2 separate regions of the Mus musculus genome follow, and region 2 is linked to region 1. A link is a contact called in public promoter capture Hi-C data. All regions are on one chromosome and are shown on one strand. Each heading gives the region's core, a stretch centred on a gene start, on an enhancer-like site or on the middle of the called end of the contact. The rest is flanking DNA. Distances are from core to core; before and after follow the strand shown. Region 1 holds the start of 1700051A21Rik (RIKEN cDNA 1700051A21 gene). Region 2 overlaps Rap1gap2 (RAP1 GTPase activating protein 2).

What was found. Promoter capture Hi-C pulls out the DNA fragments that hold promoters and counts their contacts.
Region 2: a contact with region 1 is called in a promoter capture Hi-C map of hippocampal neurons, with 4 times the contacts expected there. The contact joins the enhancer-like site here to the promoter of 1700051A21Rik in region 1. A contact is called at or near these places in 5 of 39 promoter capture datasets (embryonic stem cells, hippocampal neurons, liver and 2 more) and 1 of 115 datasets of contacts at active chromatin or transcription factors (embryonic stem cells).

What each region holds. Positions count from the first base shown.
Region 1 is chr11:72,264,353-72,269,276 of GRCm38.p6, reverse strand. 1700051A21Rik (RIKEN cDNA 1700051A21 gene) reads right to left here and starts at 2,433. Exons shown (of 2, transcript NR_045922.1): 1 at 1,752-2,433; 2 at 721-1,396. Slc13a5 (solute carrier family 13 (sodium-dependent citrate transporter), member 5) reads left to right here and starts at 2,673. Exons shown (of 12, transcript NM_001004148.4): 1 at 2,673-2,813. The coding sequence starts at 2,712.
Region 2 is chr11:74,565,917-74,570,840 of GRCm38.p6, reverse strand. Rap1gap2 (RAP1 GTPase activating protein 2) reads left to right here. Exons shown (of 25, transcript NM_001015046.3): 2 at 3,590-3,625. The coding sequence starts at 3,603. Among named protein-coding and RNA genes, the nearest start is that of Rap1gap2, 22 kb to the left of the region's middle. Within about 2 kb of position 2,215, at least 18 of the 459 cell types and tissues checked have an H3K27ac peak or open chromatin away from gene starts, as enhancers often do. A contact at or near this core is called in hippocampal neurons, where this site is marked.

The sequences.
Region 1 (4,924 bases), core at 1,184-3,683:
CCAACATCCCTGAATGACCTTGGATAAACTGCCTTTGGAAGTTTACATTTGACTGATTTTTGGGTGAGCATTCAGGGTACTGGGTTTCAAGATGGCATCTTCATGCATGTGTGCCGTTTGTTTCTGTTTGTCCCTTCCCCTGTCGCCTTCTCTGTGCGGCGCCCCGCCCCATGGTTCCTTTCCCTTCCCAGACAGTCCTCCCTTCTACTTTTATGTCACATTATGGATCCTGTTGCTCTCTTTCCACTTCTGGTAGTGCTCCTTCTCCTCCAGCATCTTCCTGGTCTCACGACCCCTTATATGTTAATACACACACACACACACACACACACACACACACACACACACACAGTTTAAATCTGAGCTCCATGTTTGAGAGAACACTCTGTGATGGTTTTGACTAGCTTTCCCTGGCAAATTCTTTACCTTGAAGTCTCCACTCAAATGCTGCCCCCCTCTATGAAGCCTTCCTCGAACTTGGAAGATCTTTTGCCCAAGGATACCCACAGTGTGTCCCATATTATTGCAAGGGCGAATGCCACTGATGGCTGACTGTAAGCCACAGAGCTACTTTAAACACTCAGAACATTGACTTGGGGGTCTTAAAACGACTACTGGGAATCAAAGTTGATCTGATTCTATATATGAGAAGATGAATCCAGAATGGAAACATCCACCAAGGCCACACAGGGACAGAGTATGGATTCAGGCATTTAGCTGCAGCGCACACTTTATAGACTTTAAAGCACTTAAATTACAGCAGAATGGTTGACCAGCATCGTAGATCCCAGACTTTGAGTGAACGTCCTGAATGAGGCCTGGTAAAGGGTGTTAAGTGGGCACATGGTGATAAATAAAACGAAGATTAAATAAAAACTCCAAAAGGCTGGAAAGCTGGCTCCATGGTTAACAGCAGGACTCACTCTTCTTGCTGGAAGAGGACCTGGGTTCATTTCCCAGAACCCATATGGCTGTTCCCAACTGTCTATTATTTCAGTTTCAGGGACTCTGACACTCTCTTCTGACTCTGGGGTTATCAGACATGCAAATGATACACACATATATATGCATGCAAAATACTCATACACATAGAGTCTTGAAACACACACACACACACACACACACACACACACCCCAAAGCAGGAACTCTAGTTTTAATTGCCCTGGGGGAAGGGATGGGCCCAGGGCCACATAGATGCAAACAAGCAAACAAACCGAAAATAGAGAGGGCCTGAAGAAGGCAGTTGCAGACTTGAGGGCAAGGTGACAGGCAGGTCACAGGAACAGAGTCAAAAATCTTGATACAAATGTGTGTTCTGTTTTAGGGCCTTCGACATTCACAGGCTGAGAAGGTGGGGAATTCAGTAGTTCTTTCCTGGTGGTGGTGGTGGCAGGGCTAGGGGTGGAGAAGAGGGAGGAGAGGTTAGTCTCATATAATTCGTAGCAATTGCATATAACCTATTCTTTACTTCATCTCTGGATTGCTTGCAACACCTAACACACAGTGTAAGTGCCGTGCTAATAGTCGGTCTCTGTTGTATATAGTTCAGAGTACGCCGATGGTTTCCATGTTTAGAACAGAAGCAGCCATCCTAGTCGTAAACACGCTAACCATGTCAGCAACTAGATAGCATCTTGATCAGTGGTGAGAGCTGACTGTACAGGAATCTGGACTCAGCCATGTGTCAAGTAGCCTGTGGATAAGACTCCCCAGAGGAGAATGAGAGGCAGGCAGAAGAGAAAGAACTCACCGAAGTGTCAATAATGTCATTGCACCCTCTTGTGTTGGTGTCCCAAACAGGACTTAGCACAGCAGGTACTACACACAGGTCTGTTAAGGGGAGGATTAATGAATGAACGAATGCCTCGATGATGGTTGGCAGGATTATGCCCCCTCTTTTCTAAGGCCCCGTCTCCCACCATAAAATGGTACTAGCGAGGTGGTTGGTAAGTGGGCGGCAGCAACTACCCGCGCCTGGGCAAAGACGGCCGGCCTGCGCAAGCGCGTTCGCTGGAGGGTAAAAGTCGTTCGGTCTGCGAGGACAGTGACCGCCTTCCTTAGCGGTCCCTCTAGAGCGCCTACGGTGCGCTGGGTAGGAGACGGCACGAGGAGGGAAATGGGTTCTATGTCTAGAGTCGGGCTAACGCTAGGAGGAAGCCAGCGGATCTTGGAGGTGAGAAGACCGCGGTGGCGCAGGGCTCGGCCATCGCCTCTAGGAGACGCCCCTCCGGGATAGGGATGAGAAGGAGAACGCTTTGGAGAGAGAAGCCTGAGAATCCTACAGGCTGGTGTTTTTCATCTGGGACATTCCGGAGTCCAGGAGAGAGCAGGTGAGAGTACACAAAGGGTCCTCACGCTTAAGCTGGCAGAATGACCGGCACACCCTGCATGGTACTGAGGACCAGAGCAGCGCCAACGGGCTGGCAAGTGGTGAGGTGCCAGGGTCCAGTCCTCTCCATAGAGGGCTGGTGCCAAGCACTGAAATCTGCAAACGCCTCACTCTGCCGCGGGGTGGCAGAGTCCTGGGACAGACACTCCCCACAGACCCCGAGGGGTGGCTCCGCCCCAGGACCGCAGGGAGGCCTGGCAATGGGGGGCGGAGTTGTAGCCGCCCCCAATCCGGTGGGACCGCGCGTCCCCCTTTTAAGCTCGTGAAGCTTCTAGCTGCCTCGCAATCTTTTCTCCCTCCAGTCAGTCTCCCTTTCACGCGATGGATTCGGCGAAGACTTGTGTGACCAAGTTCAAGTCCTTTGCGATTTTGCTCTTCACCCCGATCCTGATGCTTCCACTCGTCATTCTGATACCTGACAAGGTCAGTTGCGTGTCTGGGCAGCCTGGCGGAATCCGGGTGCCCAGTGCAATAACGGGCACGGAACCCGGGAACGCTGAGCTGGAACGCATAGATTCCTCCGTGGGGACGAGCTCCCCTGGGACGCGTGCTCAGACGCTCCAGGCACCAGATAGGAGGTGCTCTGCAAAGAATCCGAGGGACGCACAGACCCTAAGGTGAACACGTCCTAGAGTGCACCGATTTCAGGGCGCAAGAGCCGTCCGGGCAAACACGGAAACCTGGACGTTAGAACAGATCTGAACCACACAGACCCCTCGACAGGCTTAGCCTCTGACTCAAAATCTCCTCCCAGAGTGCACAACCAACGCTAGTCCAGCTCAAAGATAATGCTCGAGCTAGTAGAGACTCTGAAGGCTGGGCTTTCTTTCCCTCTGTGCCTCTTCTCTAGGAAAGAGAGATTTCCTAGCTGTAGATGCCTTCAGGCAGGGAACTACAGGAACAGAGTGGATCATGCCTTTGCCATAATCTGGCCTTGATATTTGAAGCTCAGGTTCCCCATCTATGATCTATATTTCTTTCTAGCTCGGAAGCCAAGGAAGCCACTCTCGAGTTCAAATCCTGCTGCAGCCTGAAAGGCAGGTCGGGCACTGCCCACCGCCTGCTGAGGCAGTCAGTGTGAGGAGGCAGGACGTATTCCCAGAGCTCACGCCTTGGGTGGCATGGCTCTCGGTTGCTGGGGAAGCTGAGTCCCATTCCCTGGCCTCCTGGTGCTCCTGGGAGGAAGGGAGAGAATGAATGGCCTTGGCTGCAGAGCAGAGGAGGGCGGGAGCGCTGGCCCCGGCTCTGTCAGGCTGTGTGCAGCCAGTTTGGCGAGGCCAGGGCTCTTTGAAGCCTTATGTGGCTACCCTTTCACTCTCAGCCCAGACAGGAAACCTTGCTCGGATCCTGCTTCCCCTCCACAGGCAGGTTTGAGAAACAGTGGCTCTCTTCAGGGAAGGTTTTGAGAGGAGAGGGGTGTCCCCTGGTGGGCTTCTAGTCATTTCACATTGTGCCTTTCAGCAAGACCCTTTGCTCTCCGGGCCCCGGGTGCTTTGATGGGTACAATGGGGTGACTGGATTCTGGGAGTAAAAGGGGATCATTCCGGCTCCTAGGATTGGGGCGCGGGGGGGGGGGCAGAGGAAACATACTGAGCAGAGGCTCCACATGGGCCAAGGAGAGCAGAGCAACTGTGCGGACTCATCCGCTGCCACTCTGTTAGCGAGCATCCAGAGATTCGGGGCCATTCCCGTCTGTGGGAGGCATCCAGGTTAGGAAGCTGTGATTTTAGCTCTGCTGGCGGGGAGTGATGTTCCTTGGAATAATTATAGTTGCTTGCTTGACCTTTCTGGTAGAGGACAGTGTAACCAGGATCCCACTTTATCCCTGGCTCATGCATGTGTATGCGCACGTGTGCACACCCCCCCCCCCCCAACACACACACATACACTCAGAGAGAGACAGAGACAGAGACAGACAGACAGGTAGGCAGGCAGAGGGGGAATATAAATATCAGTGAGTTAGGTTCCCAACCGGGTGTATTAATACATCTATATGCCCTGGGACTGAAAATTTAGGGACTGGGAGGCCATTTTGGAGGTTCTTCCAAAAGGCAGTCTTCCTGTACCTTCTCTCCAAGTGGCTTGGTGCCTGGGAGCCTGGGTCTTTGGCTCCCTATTTTTGCCCTCTGTCCCTCTTTTTGCTCACCACCAAAGACCACCCTGTTCCCATTCACCATGCCCTTCATTGGGCAAGAAAACCCAGAGATACAGAACACTCCAGGACAGAGAGAGAGAGAGAGAGAGAGAGAGAGAGAGAGAGAGAGTCAGACTGTCCCCAGGGGCATCCTGACCATCACTGTCCCTACAGGATGATGGTCCCCAGCACACACTGCCCTCTGTGCTCCATGGCCCCTCTTCAGGCTTTCATATTCTCTTCCACCTTGCTTGCTTCCTGGCCTCCCCTCTGATCCACTTTTTCTCTGAGCCTTCCTCTGCTTCTAAAACCCATTTTAATAAAACCAGTGACAACTTTAATCATGTTACCTTGTTAATCTTGTAAGAAATCCTTATTTTCAGAAGTCTAAAGTATCAAG
Region 2 (4,924 bases), core at 966-3,465, 2.3 Mb before region 1:
TTTGGCTAGTTTTCCCTGGATTTCTGTCTTAGGGGCTGTTGCCTCCCTAGGGTAAAGGGCAGCCTCTGAAGTAGATGGTTGGCCGTGGGTTTCCTGCTCTGGGTAGTTCCGTGTCATTTGTGATGGCAGTGCTCTTCTAGCAGCCAAGCAGGAAGGAGCCCACTTATTTATTCATTTACTTTTGAGACAGGCTCTCTCATCGGTTTGCTTCTCATTGATTAGCCTAGACTGGCTGGCCAGAGAGCCCAGGAGTTCCCCTCTTGTCTGCCTCCCCAGCATGGGGTTAATAGTGTGTGCCCTCATCCCTGGCTTATATATATATATTTTTAATGTGTCGTCCAGGGCTCCAGCTCAGATATTCAGCTTGCAAAGTAGTTACTTTAATGACTGAACTCTCTTCCCAGTCACTACTGTTTTGATCTATTTTTTGTCCAGCCCCTACAAGTAGCAATTCTGTGCATCAGATTGCTTCAGCGCTCCCAAGCAAAACCGGCTGATGGTTTAAACCTGGCCAGGTAAGGCAGGGGGCATAGTGTGTCACCCACAGCTGTCAGAGGCAAAGACAGCAGTGGGGAGAATGACCTATGTCCAAGGGACTCTCTTTATATGTTAGCCACATTGTCCTCTAAACTAGGTTCTAGGGTGACAGGCCTGATTCTATCTGGCTCACCATGGGAGCAAGGACCTTCCTGGCATGTTGAACATATGCTCAGTAGATGCTATTGGGATAACTGGGTTGTTTCCAATGCAACGATAGGGTGAGACCCATTGAGTCTGGAGTGACGCAAAGGACTTTTCATAGCGTTAAATTAGGAAAGAGGTCTGGACTGCAGTGTAGCAGTCATCTGGGCACAGCTGGCAGCTGGGAGGGGATGCAGCTGATTGGAGCTGTGGAATCCTGGATCCCAGATCCTCCCAGACAGCGGAAGTTGACCTCAGATGGAGTTCCAAAGGCTCCGTTTGTTGTCAATGCATTCTGTCATGGTAAAATGAGTGAGGTGCTTCAGGAAACAGAAAAGCTGGGGACTTGGATTTCTGAAAGGACCAGCCCCCACCTCACAGCCTTGCCCAAACTACAGCTTTCCTCCCGGGCCTCACTTTCACCATGTGTCAGTGGGGACCCCTGCTGTAGCAGAGGGCTGCTAGAATAATTAAGAGAAATTCCTAGGGAAGATGTAGGATGCGTGGGCTTGTTTTCATCGGATGGCTCTGGCTATGAGTGTGGTGGTAGTGGTGGTGGGGTTCTAACAACGGCATAGATATGGGGCTCTGTTAGGTTGAATAGGAAGGCAGGAGGGTCTGTCTTCAGTGTGGAAACCTTAAGGAAAGAGCCCAGGTAGGGCTGAGGAAGAGACAGAGAGGAACAGAGGCCACATGCCCTGGTGTTGTATCTGGTTTTGCTGTTAGGGACTGAGATGAGGTGCTGGAGGATCCTCAGAGAAAGGGGATCCTACTCTCTACTGGGAAGCTCTAGCACAGCTCAGAGCTTAATGCCAGCCTGGAATGTCTGGGCATCTGTGCACTTGCCGTGTGGACCCCTTACGCCTCTGCCCTCTTTTCCCTGAGAGCCTGCCTATGGGAAGGAACTGGGAAAACTGAGGCCTGAGTGAACTTTCAGGGTGCCAAGCTTCTTTGAGGTGCTGGTGGCACTGATGATAGCAACACTAGTGGTGGTGGAGACAATGGCGGTGACAGTGACATTGAAGGTAGTGGTGGCTCTGGGGAGACACTGATATCAGTGGTGACACAGATAAAGACATAGTGGTAGTGGTGAAACTGGTCATGATGGTGACATGATGGATGACATTGTAATGGTGGTGACTTGAAGTATGATATGAAGTGGGTGATGACACCAGTAGTGACTGGGGTGATTAATGCTGTCATGGTGTTGACTGTTAATGATGATGCTGACACCAGTGTGATGGAGACATGGTGGTAAGGACACTGTGAGTGACAGTGATGACACTGGCTATGGAAGTGATTCGGGTGGTGGTGACCATTAAGGGATGGTGCTGGCACCAGTCACAATGGTGACATGGGTGAAGTGACCTCTGGTCAATAAAAGACTTATGCAGGGAGACCATTGCCCACTGTGTCTCTGATGGGGGGAGGGACCTCCGTTTCCAGCCATAAGGGCTGGCATATGTGGGGGTAAAAATAGAACCTCACACACTGCCTCCTTTGCCAGAGAAGGTGGTGCAGGCAGGGGCGGGGAGTGATGCTGTGCATCTGCAGCCAATGTGCTCTTCCCTGCTCCCAGCTTGAACCAACCTGCAGCTCTCCTTGGAGTCTGCTGTTGGCTTCTGACCTGCCTGATGGAGCATTCCTGTGGCCGGGGTACTGTTATCTCCCGTGGCATCCACACAGAGTATTGGAAGTTCTAGAGCACCGGTTCTCAACACATGGGTTGAGATCCCTTTGGCAAACCTCCATCTCCAAAAATATTCACACTATGATTCCCAACAGTAGGAAAATTACAGTTAAGAAGTAGCAGTGAAGATAATTTTATGGCTGGGGGTCACCATTGGTCTAGAGTCAGACCCGACCAGAGATTCACTTCTTTGAAGCCTACTCTCCATCTCTAAGCAGAGTGTTCTGGTCTCTTTCTGTTCCAGTTTCATTTTTGCTGCCGTGACAACACCCTGAGAAGAGCACCTTTAGGGGAGAAAGGGTCACTGAGAGGAGTCAAGGCAGGAACACGAAGACAGGCCAGCTTGCTATTGCACACAGCATTATCTCTGACCAAGGAGCTCATTTCACAGTCAAAGAAGCATGACAGGAACCAGGATGCTGCTTTCTGGCTGGCCAGGCAGGCAGGCAGGCAGACAGGCATAGGCATAGGCATACTTATTTTTTTTTTTGGGGGGGGGAGCGTTTTTGAGACAGGGTTTCTCTGTACAGCCCTGGCTGTCCTGGAACTCACTTTGTAGACCATGCTAGCCTCGAACTCAGAAATCCGCCTGCCTCTGCCTCCTGAGTGCTGGGATTAAAGGCGTGTGCCACCATGCCCGACAGTTCCTTATTTTTAATTATATGTATGTGCCTATGTGGGGGTATGTGTGTATGAATGCAAGTGCCCACAGAGGCTAAGACTGTTAGATGTTCTTGGAACTGGAGGTTCAGATGGTTGTAAGCACCCAAGTGTAGGCTCTGGGAATTAAACGTGGGTTCTCTGGAAGAACAACATGTGTGCTTAACTTCTGAGTGCATCTTTCCAGTCCTCAGCTAACTTCCTTACCAATTCAGGACCACCTGCCTAGGTAATGGTGCTGCCCACAGTGGGCTGGTGCCTCCTACATCAGTTATCAATCAAGGCAATTTCTCAGAGACATGCTCACAGGCCAAGCTGATCTAAAGAATTCCTCTGCTGAGATTCTCTTTCTAGATAGTTTCCGATGGTATCAGGTTGACAGTGAAAGTCCATCCAGGAAAGCTTCCCAAAGAAGTATGTGTGGCCCAGTTCTTCATGGAACTGAGACTTCCTTTCCTGGTTTGGAGATTTGTCTTGTAGCCGCGTTCCCTGTAGGACAGATGCAGAAGGGAGCCTGCATCCTCACACTGACTGAAACCCTTGCATTTCTCTTGGCAGGATTGACAAGACCATGCTGGCGGGTCTGAAGGTCAAGTAAGTAGCCTCTTCCTATTCTTTAGAGGTCAGAGATGACAACAGAGCAGGGTTCCTTGCACCCTGAGGCTCGCTCTGTCCAGGTTGCGTTTAACAGTTGGATGCTGTGTACTGTCAGATTCCAGGCTTGGCTGAAGGGGCTTCTTCACTGGAGGAGACTACATGGGCCTCTTGAGTCCTGGGATGCCCAGGGAAAGGCAGAGGCGTGATTGATAGAATCAGGGACAAGGATGGTGGGAATGTGTCTAGTGGCTATGACCTTTAAGCCACACACTTATTGATAAGAAAGATGTATTTTCTACTATTTAAATTTTTATGTGAAGCCCCAATGCCTAGAGGGCATCTTTCTGACATTATCCATCTATTTGAAAAACTATGATATGATGTCCTAGCACCTCTTTTTCAGATTATTACTATTTTACTCAATGTGTATGGGCATTTTGCCTGAATGTGTGTCTGTGCACCACATGTGTTCCTGGTGCTTGCAGAGGTGTAGAGTTCCCTGGTACTGGAGTTTTGGACAGTTATGGGGCATCATGTGGTTTTGGGACTCCAACTTGGGTCTTCTGGAAGAGCAACAAGTGCTCTAAACCACTGCGCCTTCTCTGCAGCCTCTAGAACCTCTTTAAACATCACTGGCATGTGTGTGGGAATAGCTGGCCATTGAGTCATCTGTAACTGTCTGGTCATCCTGGTGAGCCCAGCCTGGGAACTCCCTGAGGCTTTCACACCCCATGTCTCAGGCCTGGGCCCTGGAGGGTGGCAGGGCTTGGGGCTAGATTTTAGACTCTCCACGGGGTTGAGGCCTGAAAGGCCATGAAGCATTCTTGGTTTCTAAAGCTGGGCAGGATGATGAGGCCGCTGTGTAGCATGGTGTGTGTGCCGGTGCAGCCCCGTTTAGGGCAGGTTGTTTAGGTGGTACACGGAAGTCTGGGCTTCAATTTCATTTCCTTTTGTTTTGCTTTATTTTGTTGGTGGTGCTGGGAATTGAACTCAGAAGCTTGTGCAAGTGCTCCCCCATGCTAGGGAAGTGCTCTCCCACTGAGCTCTATCCAGCCATTTTTAATCCTTTATTTTGTAGGTGGGGGAAAAGGGGCACACGCCACAGCACTCCTGTGGTGGTCAGAGGACAACCTGCTGGAGCCAAGCTGTCCTTTCACCATGTGTGTGTGTCCTTTCATCAGGTGTAGCAACGAGTGCCTTTAGCCATGAGCAATCTTGATAGACCTGATTTTACTTCAAAAATATTTTAATTGTGTGGTGTGTGTGTGTGTGCGCGCGCGCGCGCGTGCAGAGGCC